2 separate regions of the Sus scrofa genome follow, and region 1 is linked to region 2. The links are chromatin contacts, called in public Hi-C maps. All regions are on one chromosome and are shown on one strand. Each heading gives the region's core, a stretch centred on a gene start, on an enhancer-like site or on the middle of the called end of the contact. The rest is flanking DNA. Distances are from core to core; before and after follow the strand shown.

What was found. A called contact is a pair of places that touch in the nucleus more often than the background predicts.
Region 1: a Hi-C map of liver shows a contact between it and region 2, with 2.9 times the contacts expected there. The contact joins two enhancer-like sites. A contact is called at or near these places in 4 of 47 Hi-C or Micro-C datasets (embryonic fibroblasts, heart right ventricle and liver) and 2 of 2 datasets of contacts at active chromatin or transcription factors (alveolar macrophages and skeletal muscle).

Annotation. Positions count from the first base shown.
Region 1 is chr12:22,248,119-22,250,818 of Sscrofa11.1, forward strand. No RefSeq gene overlaps it. Among named protein-coding and RNA genes, the nearest start is that of MSL1, 12 kb to the left of the region's middle. Within about 2 kb of position 1,288, at least 63 of the 83 cell types and tissues checked have an H3K27ac peak or open chromatin away from gene starts, as enhancers often do. A contact at or near this core is called in liver and skeletal muscle, where this site is marked.
Region 2 is chr12:22,058,632-22,061,331 of Sscrofa11.1, forward strand. All of the region lies in intron 2 of RARA (retinoic acid receptor alpha), which reads right to left. Among named protein-coding and RNA genes, the nearest start is that of GJD3, 20 kb to the left of the region's middle. Within about 2 kb of position 1,255, at least 27 of the 83 cell types and tissues checked have an H3K27ac peak or open chromatin away from gene starts, as enhancers often do. A contact at or near this core is called in liver and skeletal muscle, where this site is marked.

The sequences.
Region 1 (2,700 bases), core at 38-2,537, 190 kb after region 2:
TTCTTCATGCTGTTGGCAGACCTCTCTGAGATCCCCGATACCAGTTCTTTAAATGTGGCCTGGATAAGGGAGCGTGACCTCTCTCCTACAGTGAGTGTTCCGCTTCTTGCCACTTCCATCACCGCTCCTTCCCCAGAGATGCTGGTTCTTCCTCTATGGGCTCAGATTCCTCAAGCTGGGAGATATTTCCAAAATGGAGAATCCTCCTCTCTCAGAATTAAGAACTTTTGTCCTGGATGGGAAGAGCCTCTCAGAAATCATGTTGGGGGAAGGTGGAGAGGGCAGGACACCAAAAATTAGTCCAGTGAAAAGGCTTGATGCACAGAGCTGGGCTAAAAAAGCTAGAAAATAGGTCAAGTGAAGCTAAACAGAGGAAACCATTTCCTTGGGAAAAATTCTGACCTAGGCTTTGTCTATTTTCCTCTCCACTTCTTTTCCTCACATGAGATGTGAGGTTCAGAGATGGGGTAGGGAATTGGGCTGATGGAAAGTATGTGGTTGGAGGCAGACTAGGAGTTGTAAGTGAGGCGGTGCTCAGAGGAGGAAGAGTGGCGAAGGGTAAATTTAAGATCAGAGTATTGGGAGGCGGGTTCCCCTTGTGGCGCATCAGAAACAAATCATGGACTAGTATCCACGAGGATGCGGGTTTGATCCCTGGTCTCGATAAGTGGGTCGGGGATCCCGTGAGCTGTGAGCTGTGGTGTAGGTCGCAGACGTGGCTTGGATCCCACATTGCTGTGGTTGTGGCGTAGGCCTGCAGCTGCAGCTCCAGTTGGACCCCTAGCCTGGGAACTTCCATAAGCCTGGGTGCCGCCCTAAAAAGTAAGAAAATAATTATAATAAATAAAAAATCAAATCAAATCAGAGTATTCAGGGGCCATTTCTCCCTCCAAAGTCATAGCGGGTTGTGAATAGTAGATAACCCCCGAGCTGCAAATCTTGGGGCACAGGAAGGGGACGTCATTGTAGCCAAGAAGCACACTACCCAGGGGCATGTTGAAGAGCCCTGTGTGGAAGGGAATGGGAGGAGTCCTGGGGCACCTAGTTTCAGGAGAAACAGCTCCAAAGTCCTCAAGCTAGAACGTTAAGGGCCAGGGACACTTGCTCCCCTATAACTCAGCATCTGTCAGCACTCCCATTACCAGGTGCTATTTCCAGAGTCCTGGGCCTAGTGGGGGAAAAGGGCGGGGCGCTGGGGGAGAGACCGAGGCGGAGCCGAAGGGCTCCGCCCCCAGCCCAGCCGCAGTTCCAGATTTTCGCCACGCGGGGGCTCCCGAGCTCAACCGCAGTCCCAGGGTTCCGGAGGGGGGAGAGACTCTCCCGAGGACAGTTTGGGATGTCAGTTGTGACCCTGAGCAGAGAGGTGACCTAAGGGTCATTGGCTCCGAAGCTGCAGCCCCTTCGCATGGCCGTTGGAAAGACGTCCAGCCTCAGCCCTTCTCTCTGAAAGGGGCTCGTGGGACTGGGAACTAGGTCCCCGCCTCTTACCCTCACCCTCTTCTCCGTGGTCATTTCCTCCCCTGCGCGCTTCCTCCCCCTCCCCCATCCTCGTGGTCGGAACACCGCCACCCTCCCCCACAGCCCGTCAGAGTCCTGCGGAATGCTCTCACCCTGGCGACGTGCCAAGCTCTGGACTTCCTGGGCTTTGGGGTGGGGCTTGGCCAAGGGGAAGCCCTTTGGACAGGAGAGCCACCCAATCCTGCAGAGCCTGCTCGCGCTCTCCCTCTCTTTCTCTCCCTCTCTGCTAAGCAAAAGGCTCATCTATCATTCTCTGTCACCACCACCTAATTCCACCCCCACGCCCCCGCAAGAGGATTTCCTTGCCAGGGCAAAACATCCACAATCTGGATGCGGTGGGCATCCTAAACACTGGTTTATGGTGGGAAAAGGGGAAAAAACCCTATTTCGGAACCTGCCTTCCCTGTCCCAGAAGGCCTAGAGCTGGAAGGAGAGGTTCAGCTATCAGGGTCCTGAGGTGAGGATTTCGTAAATGGTCGTTCAGCCTTGGGGCTCCTTCTGGATCCTTCCCAGAGTCCTTGGGTCTAAGGAACTAGTCTCTATATAGTAAAGCTTGGGACTGAATTTTTGCATATCTGACCGCCTCTACTCAGCTTCCATGTTCCTGAAATAAATCAGCTGAAATTTGAACTCACTGGTCTACATCAAGGCCAAGGAAATCTTTCCAGCCAGCTGTAGCCGACTGGGGTGGGTTCAGTGAGAATGGGGAGCAGGCAGAAACCACTCCCAAATCTAATGAATAGAGACCAGGCCTGTCAGAGACCTCTGGCTCCTTTCTGGGGGGTGGGGGTGGGGGTCACTGCTCAGAAATGCTTTTGCACTTGGAGGCTGAAAGTCTTATATTGTCCACAAATGACAAAGTGAGAACTCAGTCCTGTGGCGCCCCCTGCCTTGAGGTCCCTCTGTGCTGCTTTTGCAGCCTGTCATCCCTAACCTGTGCCAGATTCCCAAGTTCCTATCTTGAAACCTCAGCCCCCACACCCAGGGCCTAGGGGAGAGCCAATGTAGGTCACTGCAGCTGGGCCTGCAGGGCTGTCTGCTCCTTGAGCTCAGAGCCTTTTAGGCACAGAGAGGAAACCGTGCAGAGAAGTGAGAGAAAAAGGCTCTATGAGAATCAGAGGAAAGCACATTACTCAAAAAATGAAGCATGGAGAGGCCAGGAGTCAACGGTCACATTTAAGA
Region 2 (2,700 bases), core at 5-2,504:
GTCCAGGCACAGAGAAAAGAAGCACCTGCATGGGGGCGGGGGCGGGGCAGGGCCCGACTAGCTGCATCCCGATACCCTCCCCCTTTACCTGCAGACACAGCCAGGGACTGCCAGGCAGTTGATGACAGGGAGCCAGGCCAACAACCTTGGCAGGACTTTCCTGGCTCTTAACTGGGCCTGGGCACCGCTTTCCTAGTCAGCCTGGCTGACCAATACTGCCATGGCCCCATGGCCCTGGCCCTGCCCAGGGACCAGCCTGCAGCAAAGGCACAGTGGATGCCCACACCCTCACAGGTCCACAGACTCTTCGCTGATCTCCCCCACTCTCTGCTCCTCACCCCAAATCGAACGGTCCTGGCCTGGTTTTCCCCTGCCTCACTCTCCCGGAGGCCAGACAAGCAAATCAGACAGGCGAGAGGCCTGAGAACAGCTGCTGGGGGTGGGGGGCGGGGTTGGGGGGCCTGGGTGAGGCCAGGAGGCAGAGGGGTGAGCGACAAAGGAGCCCTTTGTTGTGCTAACTTTTTCCAAGACGTAAAAGGAGTAACAATAGACAATCCAGACTGTTGGGGGGGGGTGTCAAGGACAAGGGGAGGTGGGGGGACCATGGCCTAGAATCTCGTCAGCGTTCCAACAAGCAAGGATGGAGTCGCTGACCTCCCCTCCTCTCCCTCCCCATCCAACCTCCGCCTGGGGCCCACCTCCCCGAAGGCCCCCCACCTTAGAGGTGGACCAGACAGGACCCAGGGAGCTTCAAGGCACAGAGCGGGGCTCAGAGAGGGGAGGGGCCGTGGGGAGACACATGGGGGAGATCTGGCTGAGGGACAGACAGCTCTAAGGCCAGGGACCGACTGAAGGGGCAAAGACCTGCAGAAATTTGGAGCTAAAGGCAAAGTCCAGAGGCTCTTTGTGGAACTGGAAGAATGTGCTTTTTAAACGTGTTTTTTAGCAGGAGGGCGGAGATAACCTGAGGTGAGGGGGACACACTTTGAGTTCAAAGAGCCCTCCCTTGGGCCCACCCCACAGCAGCGGGCTGCCTCTGAGGCAGTGACACGGGCTGCACCCCCACCCCCCAGCACACCCCCACCTGTCACCCAGGTAACAGCTCTGAGGTTTCCCACTGCGCCCTTTGAACCCAGAACCCTGGCCCAGTCCCCACCTCCCCGGCCTCCAGCCAGCAGCCTAGGGGAGCAGGGTCCCCTCACAGCCGCTGCGAGAGTGAGGCTGCTGCCTTAACTCTGCATGCCCGACCCAGGAGAGGAAGGACGGCCGCGGCCGGGCCCCTCCCGGCTCACCTCCCTCCCCAGAGGGCCCGGCCCACGAATCTCTCCTCTTCCTGCAGAAGGACGAGGCGGGAGGAGCGCCACACCTTCTCGGCTCAAAGTTCCAGCGCCCAGCGGAGGGCTGGCACCGGCCCAGGGAGCCAGGCGTGCCCTCCCGCCCGCGCTGCCACCGTGCCCCTCCCCCGCTCGGCTCCACCGCGGGCGGGCGGGCAGGAGGCGCGGAGCGCTCGGGAGTCCCCGCGCCCCACAGCCGCTCGCAGCCTCGCACAAGGGGCCGGTTTCCTGGAGGAGATCAGCAGGAAATCAGCCGGGCCCCCGGCCAGCGGCTCCCCTCCCAATCCAGCTGGCGCCCGCTCCTCCGCGGCTCCCCTCACGGCCCCCGGGGAGGGCTGGGGACGGGGCGCGGGGCCCTGGGTCCGCCCTTCCTCCACCCCGGAGAAGGGTGGGGGTGGCTCTGGGTGCAGCGCGGGCGGCGGAAGAAGGCCCCTACCCAGCGGCGGCCGATAAGCATCTCCCCCTCCCCCCACTACGGGCATCCACGTGCTTCACATTCTTGGACGTCTGGGAGCGGGCGGAGGCGTGAGCGGCGAGATTGGTGGGGGACAGATGGAGAGCCACATCCTGTGTACCCCGTGTCCTCTGGTGCCCCGAAACGCGGGCTCCGCGGAGGGAGGCACGGTCCCCAGGGCCCTGCAGGATCTGCAAGGCCTCCTCCCACGGCCAACCTACCATCAATTCCGACCTTCGCTGGAGGTGGCAGAAGGAAGTGGGGCACTGAGCGTAAGGGGACTGGAGGGCTCCCTGTCACCGGAGAACCTACACGTACTACACCGAGGGGTTCGGCAGTGACCCCGTGTACTCCAGATAGTCAGGTCGCCGCCCTACAGGTCCCTCTTGTGGCCCCATGACAACTCCCACAGCCACCCTCCAGCCTACAGCCTTGGGAGCTGAGCCCCCGGCTACACACCTACACCAGGAGCCTGGGAACAGGGAAGGCCAGGCCTTCAGCTCCACCCCAACAGGCCTCCACTTCCCCAAGGCCAGCTGGACTCCAGCCTCCTCACACACACCCCACTCCCCCAGTGTGGAGCCAGGAAGAGCTGAACAGCCCCCAGAGGCTAGAGCCCAAGGTCTCAGATCCCAGCTGCCCCGCCCCAGGCCTCTGGCCAAGGCGGCCAAGGCTGTGGAGGAAGTGACCCTGGCAGCCAGGCCCCAATGATCCCGCTTAGCAGGGGACACCCTCCTCGAGTTCCGAGAGGATGTGAAGGAGGATCCCGGCATGGGTCACACCTCTCACCTGTGCCTTTCTGCTTTTACAAAAGCCCACCCACGTTCACGCCTCCCTCTCTCCCTCCGTCCCCAGCCTGCAGCCTCCCAGCCAATCTGCCCCAGGGGCAAAGGTCAGGGGGCAGGACAATAG